Linked DNA regions of Mus musculus: regions 2, 3, 4 and 5 are each linked to region 1. A link is a contact called in public HiChIP or PLAC-seq data. All regions are on one chromosome and are shown on one strand. The core of a region is the stretch at or near the end of the contact, and the rest is flanking DNA. Distances in the headings are between cores, read along the strand shown. Region 1 holds the start of Slc25a4 (solute carrier family 25 (mitochondrial carrier, adenine nucleotide translocator), member 4). Region 2 has its middle 7.7 kb from the start of Gm31111. Region 3 overlaps Casp3 (caspase 3). Region 4 overlaps Cenpu (centromere protein U). Region 5 overlaps Acsl1 (acyl-CoA synthetase long-chain family member 1).

Region 1 (2,694 bases), core at 103-2,602:
ACTGCTATGCCCAGGGTTCCTCGCCCATCTTTCACTTTCAAGTGACAAGGGAGAATTCCAATTGTTTTTTAATGTATCAGGAAATCAGTTACCAAGAACATACCAATAAATGTTAGTTACTTGACTAAGCTAAAAAGCAGTCCAATTTCTCGACATTATAAGGACATTTGAGCGAAATTCCCTGCAGGCTTATGGGGAATGGCAATAAAGATCCCTCCCTCAAGGGCTCTTAACATGGTGAGCAGATGACAATGTCCCTGCTTTACTCGAATGTCCCCCGAGACAAGGTTGTCTTAACAGTAGGTGTCTGAAAATTTTCAAGCAGATAATTCAAGTGATTAGTGAGTTACTACTGCCGTGGCCAATCTGTTGGAGCATTTTGTGTTATGTTTAAATGCCCAAACGGCTCTTCCCCATTGAACAGCGTTTGCCTTTGAGATGGATCAGATGATGATGGCAGGCCCCTTCAATGACCGGGGAGAAAATTATATGGGGACAAGATGGCCAAGGCGGTCTGAATTTATCCTGAATATTACTTCTGGATTTCTGCCTCAGTGTCTCCATCTGTGAATACGGGCCAAGGACGATTCCTATCTTGCAGAGGTTATAGGAAAGATGAATGAAATCAATGTCAAGTTATAGCGCAGCGCACGCGACATAGAGCGAACCCCAGTCAATGATTAATCTGATGCTTCAATTGTCAAGGGTGGATGCAGATAAGAAGGTGCAGAGGATGTGGCCAAAGGGTGAGGCCCGCCTAAGAGGCCTTAGATGGAATGTCGCTTGCTGTACCGGGCACAGGATCTGGCTCGAGGTAGACCAGCTTCGGGGTGGGTTTCCATATATAGACACCCCAACGCGGGCGCCACCCGACACCAGGAATCTGCCACTGACGCTGGACCTGTATCTGCGTAGAGGGCACCTTCCCCTTCGCCTAGGCCCCGGGCTTGCGGCCTAGCACAGATTTTTCCGCAGCGTCGCGCGCGCCCGCGCCGCAGCATCCCCGCGCCCCGCCCGCATCCCTGCGCCCTGACGCGCGCGCCCCGCCCCGCATCCCCCCAGCGCCCTGCCGCGCCCCGCTCGCGCCCCCAGCCGTCCTGACCTGCAGCAGCAGTTTGACCCTCTCGATCGGGGCGACCGCCGTCTTGGAGACGGCGGCGGCGATGCCACCTGCCAGGAAGTCCTTAAGAAAGCTCAAAGCCTGATCCCCCATGCTGAAAGCCGGGCGCACACAGCCTGCAAGGAGCCGCTCGTTTGCTCTTGCCTACGCCCGGCCAGGCACCGCCACCCCGAATCCGTCCCTGCACGACGCGAAGGGACCGCCCGCCTGACCGCAGCCCTCCTTATATCCCCGGCTCGGCGTCTCGCGAGAGGAGGAGGGACCCCGGCGAGCGCGCAGCGCGCATTGGCTGGGCTGGTCCCTGGACAGCCCCTCTCCATCCCCCTCCTTTGCAGAGGGCATTGGGGGCGAAGACGCTTCCGGGAGCTAGGGGTGGGTTGGGGGCTGTGCCTGCAGCTTGGGACGTTTAAAGGGCAAATTCATGCTATCTGTCCCAGCGAGCCGAGGGAACACCGTGTCTCTGCTGCATGTGGACCGTTGTATTTATAGCTCACGAGGGTTTAGCCTGGGGACGACCTGGGGACAGAGAGGGGGCCCCTTGATGCTTCAAGGGAAGCTCTTTTTGACCTCGATCTTGCACCACGGTGCTTTTGGCCAAGAAGGTTTCAGGCTTCCACCCCTTCCCGTTGTCAGGGCGTTTCCAACTAGAGCTCCCTGCCTGGATTCGGGCCTCTGCAGAACTCTGCGTTTCTGCAAATAAATCATACTCCTCCCAAATACATACTAACATCTTTTTAATGCCATTATTGCCTCATAGTAGAGGGCAAGCTCCTGTCTCCGACTTCTCTCCATTCAATCCTTGAACCATTCAGTCAATAGAAAATATGTATGCACCGGGCACTCTGCGCCATCAGGGAAAAAGAAAAAAAGCAGAATGCAGCGGCGCTAGGTGGATTCTCAGTTTGGCAGTGAATGTGGATGTGTGGCTTTTCTGTTAACTCGGCCTGTCACACTGACACACAGGCCGAGGACTCCTAAGGAAAAGACTCTCCTTTATTAGCTCCTAGTCTCTCTCAGCTCTTGGGATTCTCTCGTGGACAGACCTCTAAAGGGCTTGAATGCGTGCTCAGCTCTTAATGGAATCTCAACCGTATTTCGTGCAGGATGGTTCCAGTTGGCTGGCGGCTTCTTAAGGATCAGAGTCCTCAGACTTTTGGGAAGGTCGACTCCTTGGCTGTGTCTGACTCTATAACAGACAGCTTGAGGTTGGGGGAGGGGGGCCGAGGCACTGTCTAATCCCAGGAAAGTGATTGCAGTTTTTTTTTGTTGTTGTTGTTGTTGTTTTTTGTTTTTAATACATGGATGTGAGATTTCGTTACCCTCACCTCATTTAAGGCAGTTCAAATATAACTGTGCATATTTTCCATACTGCTGCCCCTTCCACAAGAATGAGTGCTATTAGGGTTTTTTTGTTGTTCTTTTCTTTTCTTCGTTTAACTTCAAGCCCCTTACTCTGTTCTTTTCCCACATTTGCTAACCTTCGTTTGGACATCGGTCAAGGCAGTTCATCTTTTTAAAAGTTTGCTGATCTATGCATATTTCATGTTAGGTGCTGACTGAGCTGCACCTGTGTG
Region 2 (2,694 bases), core at 119-2,618, 480 kb after region 1:
GCAAAACTGATACATGAAAAGAACCATGGCATCAACAGGAGACAGAATGATACAAATTGTACATAAACAACTACAGGAACGAAAAGAGGAGGAAGTATCTTCTAACTTATTTTATGGGAATAACATTACCCCGTGTTCAACCTAGGGATGAAAGACCTGTTTGAACTCTGAAAAACCAAGCAATATAACTAAGTGTGTCAATCAACATCAACACTACCAACCACAAAAACAACCCCAAAAGCACACCACCATTTCAAGTAAAAGAATTTGACCAAGCTTAGACGGTAACTTTCAGAACTTTCAGAAACCTAAAAATAGACCAAAAAACAAAAAAACAACAAAAAAACCCCTAGGATATCTGTAAAAGAGATACAATAACAACAGAGAAACAATAACAACAAATCCATAGTCAATACCCAGTCCTCTGGGAAAGACTGAACGGCTCTCTCTTTATATCCGAGGAAGAAGCCAGTAGTGACTGCCCTCATTTCTGTCCCAACTATTGCAACAAGGCAATAAAGTATATAAAACACACATGCTGGAAAAAATAAAAAAGACTATATTTGAAGATGACGAGGTTGTCCATATTAAGAAAAAAATCCTAAAGGATCTATAAAAAATACACAAGAAATAAAGAACAAGTTAAGCAAACTCATAGAGTACAAACATAATATTAACAAATCCTTAATAGTTCAAGTGCTATCAACAATTAGAATTCACGTTGTAAAGAATTTTTTTTCCTGAGTTGTTCCATTAGAAAAAAAGGAGGGAAGAAGAAGAAGGAGGAGGAGGAGGAGGAGGAGGAGGAGGAGGAGGAGGAGGAGGAGGAGGAGGAGGAGGAGAGAAGAAGAAGAAGAAGGAGGAGGAGGAGGAGGAGAAGAAGAAGAAGAAGGAGAAGAAGGAGAGAGAGAGAGAGAGAGAGAGAGAGAATGAATTTAAATTATGTTCAAATAACATGGTAGAAAATATCCGGTGTATAAAATATGTATTCTACATGCTTTGCTTTACATTTGACATAGTCTACCTAAAAGGGATTCTTTATCCTTCCAAATAATGAAATGCATGAAACAGAAATGTAATCTCTTGATCCAAAACTTAATCTTAACATTCTGCTGTTTAAGCTTCCAGATGGTACCTTTTTTAATCTTGATTTTGGCGCGCGCGCGCGCGCGCACACACACACACACACACACACACACACACACACACACACACACACACACACACATTTTCAATAGCAGTCTTATATTTCAAAGAGAGTGGGACTGATGTGGGACTTCTCTCCTTGGAAGGCTTGCCTCCCTGGATTTAACAACCTGTTTGTTGATAGCACAGATGTGGTTTCTCCTCACTGTCCACTTGGGGGCTATCTCAATCTATTTCAGATCCACTAGATAGGGACTGTCTTCCTAAACCGAGTCTTCCTGTCTAGCAGGAACTCATAGATTGTCCCTGTGATATGAAACGAGGCCGTTAGGCCCCAGTACCTGACTTTTTTTTGATACCTTTTAAAGTACATCATTAATGAAAACTAAACTCGCACAGGGTTCTGCACGCCTACCTTGCATTACCACTGCGTCTGCGCGCCACAAGTGTGGACTACATCTCCCAGGATGCATCGTGTCCCCGCCCGCGCAGCCTTACTTCCTGCGAAGGACTTCCGGAGTGTTAGTAACCTTGCTGACTACTGGATTTAGGGTCTTTTTGGGAGGTCACTGGGACTAGCTTGTATTTTTCTGGGAGGAGAGGGGGACAGCAAGCCATAACAGGGCGGCATCTGTCCCGTTTTCTGGTGTGCACAGACCTTGCTTTCTGGGAGAGGCGTTGGCTCCGCCTTCAGGCAGTCCTCTTACAGGTGGTTGGCTGTTGTTCTTGTCATTCAGCCGAGTCCTTGGACTTGTCAGAGATCATCAGTGAGACAGGCCAGCAATCCTGAGTTATAGTGGTTTAGTGACCATTTCTTTTCTTTTCTTTCACCCACCCCCTTTAAACCACGGACATTTTAGTGAAAAATAAAAATACTATAGATAAGTTGTCAGATAATTTATTCTGCAAACGTATGCGTGCTTTCTTTACCAGGTGTTTTTAAGGATTTTGTTAGTGTTGGCCTGGAATCCTTTTTTTCTAATCTTTTAAAACCTATTACTACTAATGTGTCTTGAAGATACTACTTAGGGAAAACTGAAAGTGTGTGTGTGTGTGTGTGTGCGCGCGCGCGCGCGTGTGGTGTAATTTCTAAGGAACTACAATTCCCATCCAGTTCAGATTGAAATGGGCTAAAGGGTGAGTGCGGTGGGCTCAGTGGTAGAGTACTTGCCTAGCATACTTTAAAAAATTCAAAAAAGGTGACTCAAAGTGGGCATACATTTCTTTATAAAAAGACACTGTTGAGGAAATGGGTGGGTCGGGGGCTTAAGATGCATGTCCTAGTTTGTTGATTCTGGAGTCTCTGTGAGTCACTATGCTTCCTCTCCGTACTTGATAGTTTTGTGAAAGCAACTCAAAAGGACACGCTCCTTCTCCATAAACACCCTAAAATTGAGATGCTAATAATGATATGATGATGGTTAAAACAAAAATAATGTGGACTGTGTAATAAGAGGTCAGATTAACTAGAAATGCTAGTTAAGATATAAATGTTGGAGAGATGACTCAGTGGTTAAGAGCACCTGTTGCTCTTGTAGAGGACTGATT
Region 3 (2,694 bases), core at 143-2,642, 430 kb after region 1:
CTGATTGATCTGCGTTTTCTTTTCCAGCAGAGAGCAGTGAGGTCTGGAGTCCAGGGTTGCTAATTATTTTCCTTTGTGTGGCTTCTAAGACTGAGGAAGCTTATGTCTGTCTGGATCGTTCTGGTTATATGAAAATGTGTAGACTCCTCCAGAGTGATGCTGTGGTGTAATAGAAGATACAGTCCTTCGTATTTTTGCCTCCTAGGTTACTATTCCTGGAGAAATTCAAAGGACGGGTCGTGGTTCATCCAGTCCCTTTGCAGCATGCTGAAGCTGTACGCGCACAAGCTAGAATTTATGCACATTCTCACTCGCGTTAACAGGAAGGTGGCAACGGAATTCGAGTCCTTCTCCCTGGACTCCACTTTCCACGCAAAGAAACAGATCCCGTGTATTGTGTCCATGCTCACGAAAGAACTGTACTTTTATCACTAGAGGAATGATTGGGGGTGGGGGGGGGCGTGTTTCTGTTTTGTTATGCCAAATGAGAAAGCTGTCAGGGAGACTCTCATTTAAATCTAATCTGACGGTCCTCCTGGTCTTTGTACGCTACCACTGCCTAGCAATGCAGCCAGCCACAGTGCAGCTACCTCAACTTCGACATCAGGTAGTTGAAATGAAATTTAATTTAATAAGGAGCAAGTAACTGTCAATGATGGTACTATCATCCTAGATGAAATTACAAAGTTGCCCTTTTATAATTAGCAAGATTTGGCGATACTATGAATTTTGAAGTCATTTTGAAGCAGTACAGCTTTTCCACTGATGATTTTATACTCCCCACTCATGTTAAGAATGTTGTTCTAGTTTTCGTTAAACGTAGAAACAATAATGTCAAATGATAATGTCTTAGAACTTGAATCCATGAGCAGAGTCAAAGGCTGGAACCCTTGTTTTGGACCTGATTTATGGAAGTGAAGAGTTGGACCACCATAGCATGCATTATAGCTACTGGTTTTGTGACAGTTGTCCACAACACGTATTTGTTATTTTAAAAAAAAAAATCATGTTTTATTACTGGAACAAAAATAACTTGAGTATTTATGTGAGAGGAAAACCGTGTGCGAACTTGGTTGACTCATTGAAGGCAAGGTGCTAAAATCCATCAGCATTTGTTTCTTACTTATCCTTATACAAATCAGCTCGGTCTTACAGACCAGCAAAATATCTCAAGAGCTGTTATGTAACAGCCTCAAATGGTTGATTATTAGAATGAAGTACAGGAATTCTATAGGAATATACTATAATACCAGTTGTCAAACAGAGCTTAAGAAAAGGAGAGATGAAATCTACTGTAGTTGGAGAGAATGTGGTTTGAGCCAGAGCAGAGACTTGGCAGAGCCATGGGCACATCTTCAGAAAAGGCCTGCCAGCTGGACTCCCCACCCCTCACCCCACCCCCCTTGTGAGTTCTGGTTTGTGTGGATGATGTCCAAGTTACCACGTGGGAAAGTGAACCAGATCACAAACTTCTGCAAAAAGGCTTTCCCAGAGGGCTGAGAGTCTGAAGAAAGTTCACTGGACTCCATGTCCAGAGTCTGTAGCATGCTGACTTTTCTGTTGACGTTTACAAAGAAAGGAAAAATAATGGTGATATTTATACTGTGCTAGAAACGAAAGGGCCAGGGCACACAGGACTTGGAAAGCATCCAGCAATAGCCCTGCAGCCCATGTGGAGAAGCTGCGGGCTGCAGTCCATCCTCAGGGAGACTGTGCTCTGCTCCTGGCCTCCTTATGGGGGTGCTGAGTCACTGCTGGCTCTCGCAGCATTTCTCCTAAGCTTCCTTGTTGCACAAAGAAAGGAAGGAACTCACATTGTAACGGATAGATTCTTGTTTAGACTGGCTTTGTTGTTAACGCTTTCTAAGTGAATGCAGCATGTGATGGTATTTTAAAGTGTGTTCCCATGTGACAATTTTATAAAAGTTTGTTACCTTGCAATTTTATTTCAAAACATAAATTCAGATTTAAAATTATCAGTGTATTTGAGGGTTTGTTGTTGTTGTTGTTGTTGTTGTCGTCGTCAATACTTTTGCTGTTGTAATAACTAAGTGAAAGTTAAAATAATTTTAACCCACAGTCTAATTTGAGAGAGTCAGAGGATGCAACAAGGCCTTAATCTAATATGTTAAGGTGTTGGCAAGTGGAAGAACCTCTGATATGATAGGATTTAAACCCAAAGAAATAGGTAGAATATACTCAAAGAATACAGGAAGGGGTGGGGACTCAGCTCCTCCAAAGTTTACATAATAACCACAGCTTCTCTAAAGTGAAGGTCAAAAGTGGATCAAGGAACTCCTGTACACAAGGAGGAGCGTGTCACGAATGTTTTTGTCTAGCTGCTTTCTAACAGGGGATAGGGTGGTGGAGAAATGACTCAGCAGTTAAGAGCGTCGGCTGTTCTTCAGAAGAACTGGATTTGAACCCAAGCACCCACATGGCAGCTCACAATTTTTTGTAACTAGCTCCAGGGGACCCAACTGCCTCTTTTTGCCTCCTTGGGAATTTTATGCACATGGTGCAGAGGCATACACGTGGGCTAAATACCTATATACATGAAATTAAACCTTTAAAGACTAGCTCTTTAATGTGTGGAGAAAAGGCTAGCCCATTGTAATTTCCATACTATCTATATAAAGAGGTCTGAGATAGTACAAAGAAAACAACTGGAGCTATGGGTCTGGGAGTAGTTAG
Region 4 (2,694 bases), core at 121-2,620, 360 kb after region 1:
GAACTCATCAGAATGGTAAGTTTCTTGTATTTGTTTGAGACAGGGTCTTTGTATGTATCCCTAGCTGTCCTGGAACTCACTATGTAGACCTGGCTGGTCTCAAACTCACAGAGATCTGCCTGCCTCTACCCTCCAAGTGCTGAAATGAAAGGCAGATACCAATACACCTGGCTACTCTAAAATGTTTTAAACTAAAGTTTGGACATGATCCTGTGGTTGTAGAACAGCTTGCACTTGCTGGCTCTGTGACGAGAAACACGTGAGAACTCCTCTTACTTCCTTCTGTGCATGTGTGGATGTGGAAGCCAGAGGCCCACTCTGAGTAACTTCACCAATCACCCTAAAACTTACTGTTTGAGACAGGTCTCACTGAACTTGAAGATCATTGGCTTCTCCAGGCTGGCCAGCCAGTGAGCTCAGCTGGACCACAAGGACCCACTCATCCCCACCAGCCCCTCATAAAATCCAAATGTGCCAGTGCCAGGATCCAAGCTTGGGTCCTCTTGCTTTTGTGACAGGCGGTTTACCAACTGGTGTCTCCCAAAGGCCTTCTCATGTGGATCTTTATACAGTTCATCTTGGAAAATGAGATATACTTTATTTTGTTGTCGTTGTAGCTTAAAGAAGCCCAGATGTTAAAAGCCCTGAAAATGAAGAACACCAAGGTAATCGCCAAATCTCTTAGTGAGTCATGGGCTATGAACCAGGGGAGTAAGGAAACACTTGCTGGTAGTTTTGTGACCTGCAGTTTTATAAGGGCTTTTGTGGGCTTGGTCAGGTTTTTAATTGCTTTTGTAATGTTAATGGACACTGAGGAATGGGGATCTCTGTTAGCCTTTTGTCAGTCCAAGTTACCCCCCCCCCCAGCCCCAGACAGCTCATAGACAGAAAAGATTACCCCTGGGTCTGTAGTGAATGAAACTGCTAAACAAGTCAAACTGGGAGGCAAGAGGAGGGTCCATGGACCCAAAGTCTTAGCTGAAGTGCTGAAACTTCTCCCATGTTAACCTAAGTACGTTATTATATTGCTCAGATAATTGCCAACATGGAAAAGAAAAGGCAGCGTTTAATTGAAGTCCAGGATGAACTGATTCGGTAAGGTAATATCTGCTCTATCTGAGAAGTCATCTAAAGGGGCAGTAGCGTTCGTCACTTAGGGGAGTGCTGTAAGGACCGTCAACTCTGCTCTGACTCTCAGCATCTGGTCTGGTCTCAGGCAGTCTGATTACAGCTTTAGCTACATAGACTATAGGATTAGACTGTCTGGAGCTTGAATCAGGCTCTACCATTGACTGCAGACTTGAGTGAGGCACTGACTGTTCAGGGCCTCAGCCCCTTCCTGTGTATATGGGCGTAACTGTACCTGTTCCTTAGAGGGTGTCCTGTGAGTCACTGAGTAAACCTAGGCACAGTTGTCTGCTGGTCTCAGGCAGAGAGGTCTGTTTATGTTGCTTGCTTGCTTATTTTACTTTTTGATAGATGGTTTTACTATGTAAGTCAGTCTGGTCACTGGCTCTTCAGTGACTGTTGAAATACACACTCTGCAGAGACACATCAGTCCTTATTCTGAGGTCTAGGGTTGGGGGCAGTCCCCATGCCCTGGGGTTAGTGCACACTGTGGTAGTCTGTCTGTACATTTTGGGCTTCTGAGGTATGGAGTGCGAGCCAGAGGCGTTCGTGTAGTAGAGTTTGCCACGCTCTCTACTCTAAAGATGCTTTAAAAGTGCTTGGACAGGCTGGGGATGTGGCTCAGTGGTAGAGCACCTGCCTGGCATGAACAGCAGTGCGTTAATTCCTAGGACCACATGGGTGTGGTCGCACAAGGCTTGAGCAGATCCTCCGATCTGTCAGTAAACACTTGAAATTACTAGGTTGTGTTTTGTTTTTTTGAGACAGGATTTCTCTGTATAGCTCTAGCTGATCTGGAACTTAATTTGTAGACCAGGCTGGTCTCGAATTCTTGTAGATTCACCAACCTGTGCTTCCCGAGTCCTGGGACTAAAGGTGGGCACTACCTTGCTGGGCTAAGTACTAGGTTTTAAGTGACTGCCACAGGATTTTGAGAGAGACAAATTAGTTGCCTATTCTGTTATTTACAGATTTGGCCAAAACAGGAAAAGTGGGGTAATATAGTAATATTGACAGTAACAGTTCACAGCTTCCTTTATGGGAGGGTACTTTTCCTAAATACGTCATTCAGTTGGCCCGTGCTTAGTCAATATGATTCCATGAGGTAGGTCACTGTATGGCTCTATAATTAAACTATAATAAGGCTGTTCTATTCAGCTCGTCATCAGTGTGAGACCACTGAGACGTGTTGAGACTGGACTTTTTAGTTCCTTTTCTAGGTGAAATTGTAGTCAGACAAATATTTTGAAAATGCATAGTAAGATAAAGTGTGTGATGGTTTAAACTTTGCATAGGAGGTGCCTGAGGCACTGGGGCGTCTCTTAGTTACAGCCCGTCCCATCCCTAGGGAAGGCAGGGAATGCAATCCTGGCCGTGGCCGTCAGTTTGCTGAGAAATCTTCAGTTGTTTGGTGTGAAGAGCTCTTTCTAAAAATTGAAAATAAAATGTTTTCATAGTTTATTCTGATCATGGTTTCCCCACTTTTGTCTCCTCCCAGATCCCCCGCACTTCACCTCTCCAACTCCATGCTTTCTTTCTCCTTAGGAGAACAGACAAATAAAAAAC
Region 5 (2,694 bases), core at 100-2,599, 290 kb after region 1:
ACCTCTGTCTGCTAGGCTCCACCTTTTAAAGGTTCCACGCCTCTCTTAGAGTGACTGCCTGGAGAACCCATCATCAAAGCATGAGTCTGTGGGCTAACGGTCCAGATTCAAACCATTGCGTTCTAAACCTCCCAAAGGCTATTGACCATCTCATAACAAAATACATTTAGTCTAACTTAGTCCCATAGCCCACAGTTTGGCCACTGCCCAAAAGTCCGTATCCAGAGTCTTTGCTGAGACTTCACGCAGTCTTTTAGCTATGAGCTCCTAGAAAATACAGACACTGTGCTTCCAGTGTACGATGGAGGACACAGAGTCAACAGCCCAACTGTGACATGGGGCGGGGGGGGGGGGGGGGAGGCAGGCCCAAAGCCAGCATTGCAACAAACATCAAATCCTGTAGCTCCAAGCCCATCATGAGAGGCACGTGTTGCCGTGATGCACGCGGCAGTGGGCTTGGAAAGCCCTTGGCTTACTTGGCCTCTGTCCTAGGATGGCTCTCTTCTGTGCTTAAAGCGCTCCTTGACAAACAGGCTGTGTTCTTGCTATCCCCAACAGCCTTGAACTCTACTGGAACTTTGTCTCTACCTTCATACCTTCATCTACAGGCCGGGTTGGCAGGGGTGGGGGTGGGGGATCCTTGCAGCAATGTTGACCCTTGTGAGCCTTGGCTGCAGTGGCCTCTTGGTTCTAAGGTGGGCGAACCTGGAAAAATGCTTTCATATGGCGCTCTGTGCAGGCAAAACACCCAGGGAAACTCTCCCTTATTGTTCCCAGCAGCCTTCCCAACCGGCAGCCCTGGCTAGGGAACAGGCATTGACAGCACGAGGCCCCGGGAACTCTTCTGATCAAACCACAGCACAAATCTCGGGCTCCTGGGCCTTGGCTGTGTCCTCCCCACTACTCCACTGACAGCTGAGGCGCTGCTCTGTGGAATGCGCAGCTCATCGCTGCTTTTACAGAGATGATATTGTGTTGAGAGATGCTGTGAAGGGTTCCACATCACCGTGACACTCTTGAGCTGAGGTCCTCGTGGGCAGCATGGACAGCCAGACCGCTTGCCCTTCACTTGGTGGGGAAAGTGGATTGGCCTAGGGCAGACAAGGCAGTACTGTATGGCACATGGCCCTTCTGCTCCCCCATGCCCTGCAGCCTCACCCCCTCTCATCTCCTTACCATTTCCCTATTTCTCTGACCTCTGTCCTCTCCTTGGTCCATTGTGTTTTGTTTTTGTTTGTTTTTGTTTTTGTTTTTGTTTGTTTGTTTGTTTTTTGGTCCTTACTTATGTAGACTTCTCACTAGGAAGCCTCAGTATTGTCTCTTTCCCTGAGCCCGCCAACTCTCACTGCTCTTTGACCTCACTAGTTAGGGGCGGTTTCCTGTTTTCTTTGATCAAACTTCAAGCCAGAGTGACCGCTTCCACTTTTTGGACAATCCTTTCCTGTGGTGCTGGAAGGTCTCATCTCATGGTCTAATTTCCCTCAAGGGTTTTCCCAGTGTTGTAAATGTGAAGAGCCCTCTTTGAAATGTGAAATAAGCAGGCTCTAACCTAGTAGTTGAATACTTACCTACCAGTGTAGTAAGAGTGTTTGAGGGGTTCCTGCGGCTGCCTGGACCTCCCGTATGGTCCCGTATGGTCCCGTATAGTCACATATGGTCTTAGCTCAGCTCCTTCTGCTGTTTTAGGCCCCAGCAGGTGGAGACAACTTAGCAGAAGGTGTTCAGCAGCAGGTATGCACACCTGCCCAAGCCACAAATAAACGCCTGGAAGAACCTACATCTGCTCAGACTTACTATATTCAGTCGCCAATGACATTAACCCTGAGATGCCACTTAAGGAGCCTCAGGTCCTAATGGATTGTATTCAGTTTGTAATGAGAGAGCCTCAAGTGTGGGTGACTCGTGGAAGTAAAATTGAATGGTCTCTTTATTTCCTCCCAAGCTATGTTCTGTCGGTTGATGCTTTGAGAACTAAAAAGTATGTGTGGTGGGAACATTTTTCTGTTGTCCCTTGCTCTCTTTGACTTTGTCTGGCAGGACAGGTATTTAGAAATTGATGAACAGCAGCAGTGGGCTCCTCCTCCCTCTCATTTTCTTCCTCATCTTCTTCCTCTTCCTCTCTCTCCTCTCCCTGTCCTCTCCCCTCCTCCTTCTTTTCTTTCCTCTCAGTTTTCTTTCCGTAAGACTCTGTTCACGGCCATGTTGTCTTAGCCTCGCTTCTCCTGAGCCACCGCGGCTGGCTTACATTATTTACATTATTAGCACATCAGCACTCCTTCATTCAGCTGCTAGTCACTGCACAGCAGTCTGTATTTATTTTACACCTAACTGACAAATAGAGATGGCAGCAGGTATTGATGGTGTTACGGTGAGTAAAATAGGCACAGGGAATCAGTGTTACAATATCACAACCATCATTCATTACGGTGTACTTGTTATTTACCTGAGAATTGCTAGGATGGAAGATTTTAGGTATGTGTGTGACAAAAATGTGACAAGCCTAGGGAAATACTGGCATGTCAGTTAGCATCATTTGGCCACAAAATGCACCTCTCTAAAAGCATCATGTTGTGGGCTTCTTGTTAACATCCTGCTCGCCCCTGTCCTCCTTCTTCCCAACAGGGTACCACTGATGGTATTCGAAGATCAGCAGTCCTTGAAGATGACAAGCTCTTGGTGTACTACTACGACGAT

What was found. HiChIP or PLAC-seq counts read pairs in DNA pulled down with a chosen protein or histone mark.
Region 2: a contact with region 1 is called in an H3K27ac HiChIP or PLAC-seq map of embryonic stem cells, with 4 times the contacts expected there. The contact joins the enhancer-like site here to the promoter of Slc25a4 in region 1. A contact is called at or near these places in 2 of 39 promoter capture datasets (embryonic stem cells and pre-B cells), 1 of 15 datasets of contacts at CTCF or cohesin (the NIH/3T3 cell line), 1 of 484 Hi-C or Micro-C datasets (embryonic stem cells) and 3 of 115 datasets of contacts at active chromatin or transcription factors (embryonic stem cells and microglia).
Region 3: a contact with region 1 is called in a FOXA1 HiChIP or PLAC-seq map of pancreatic cancer cells. The contact joins the enhancer-like site here to the promoter of Slc25a4 in region 1. A contact is called at or near these places in 2 of 39 promoter capture datasets (liver and pre-B cells), 1 of 15 datasets of contacts at CTCF or cohesin (the NIH/3T3 cell line) and 5 of 115 datasets of contacts at active chromatin or transcription factors (bone marrow-derived macrophages, embryonic stem cells, large pre-B cells and 1 more).
Region 4: an H3K4me3 HiChIP or PLAC-seq map of embryonic stem cells shows a contact between it and region 1, with 28 read pairs. The contact joins the enhancer-like site here to the promoter of Slc25a4 in region 1. A contact is called at or near these places in 7 of 39 promoter capture datasets (3T3-L1-derived adipocytes, the HPC-7 cell line, cranial neural crest and 3 more), 1 of 484 Hi-C or Micro-C datasets (embryonic stem cells), 23 of 115 datasets of contacts at active chromatin or transcription factors (the 230-238 cell line, bone marrow-derived macrophages, differentiating embryonic stem cells and 11 more) and 2 of 9 other capture datasets (embryonic stem cells and liver).
Region 5: a contact with region 1 is called in an H3K4me3 HiChIP or PLAC-seq map of bone marrow-derived macrophages, with 3 times the contacts expected there. The contact joins the enhancer-like site here to the promoter of Slc25a4 in region 1. A contact is called at or near these places in 9 of 39 promoter capture datasets (the C10 cell line, cranial neural crest, embryonic stem cells and 4 more), 2 of 484 Hi-C or Micro-C datasets (muscle stem cells and rod photoreceptor), 10 of 115 datasets of contacts at active chromatin or transcription factors (T-cell acute lymphoblastic leukemia, bone marrow-derived macrophages, cardiomyocytes and 6 more) and 1 of 9 other capture datasets (adipose tissue).

The regions. Positions count from the first base shown.
Region 1 is chr8:46,209,710-46,212,403 of GRCm38.p6, forward strand. Slc25a4 (solute carrier family 25 (mitochondrial carrier, adenine nucleotide translocator), member 4) reads right to left here and starts at 1,353. Exons shown (of 4, transcript NM_007450.5): 1 at 1,103-1,353. The coding sequence starts at 1,213.
Region 2 is chr8:46,685,378-46,688,071 of GRCm38.p6, forward strand. No RefSeq gene overlaps it. Among named protein-coding and RNA genes, the nearest start is that of Gm31111, 7.7 kb to the left of the region's middle. Within about 2 kb of position 1,369, at least 439 of the 459 cell types and tissues checked have an H3K27ac peak or open chromatin away from gene starts, as enhancers often do. A contact at or near this core is called in the NIH/3T3 cell line, embryonic stem cells, microglia and 1 more, where this site is marked.
Region 3 is chr8:46,637,714-46,640,407 of GRCm38.p6, forward strand. Casp3 (caspase 3) reads left to right here. Exons shown (of 7, transcript NM_001284409.1): 7 at 206-1,985. The coding sequence ends at 435. Among named protein-coding and RNA genes, the nearest start is that of Casp3, 22 kb to the left of the region's middle. Within about 2 kb of position 1,393, at least 154 of the 459 cell types and tissues checked have an H3K27ac peak or open chromatin away from gene starts, as enhancers often do. A contact at or near this core is called in the NIH/3T3 cell line, bone marrow-derived macrophages, liver and 1 more, where this site is marked.
Region 4 is chr8:46,572,816-46,575,509 of GRCm38.p6, forward strand. It overlaps Cenpu (centromere protein U), which reads left to right. Exons shown (of 13, transcript NM_027973.4): 9 at 1-15; 10 at 618-665; 11 at 1,034-1,095. Among named protein-coding and RNA genes, the nearest start is that of Cenpu, 22 kb to the left of the region's middle. Within about 2 kb of position 1,371, at least 26 of the 459 cell types and tissues checked have an H3K27ac peak or open chromatin away from gene starts, as enhancers often do. A contact at or near this core is called in embryonic stem cells and pancreatic cancer cells, where this site is marked.
Region 5 is chr8:46,503,027-46,505,720 of GRCm38.p6, forward strand. It overlaps Acsl1 (acyl-CoA synthetase long-chain family member 1), which reads left to right. Exons shown (of 21, transcript NM_007981.4): 3 at 2,623-2,694. Among named protein-coding and RNA genes, the nearest start is that of Gm31050, 33 kb to the left of the region's middle. Within about 2 kb of position 1,350, at least 14 of the 459 cell types and tissues checked have an H3K27ac peak or open chromatin away from gene starts, as enhancers often do. A contact at or near this core is called in bone marrow-derived macrophages, where this site is marked.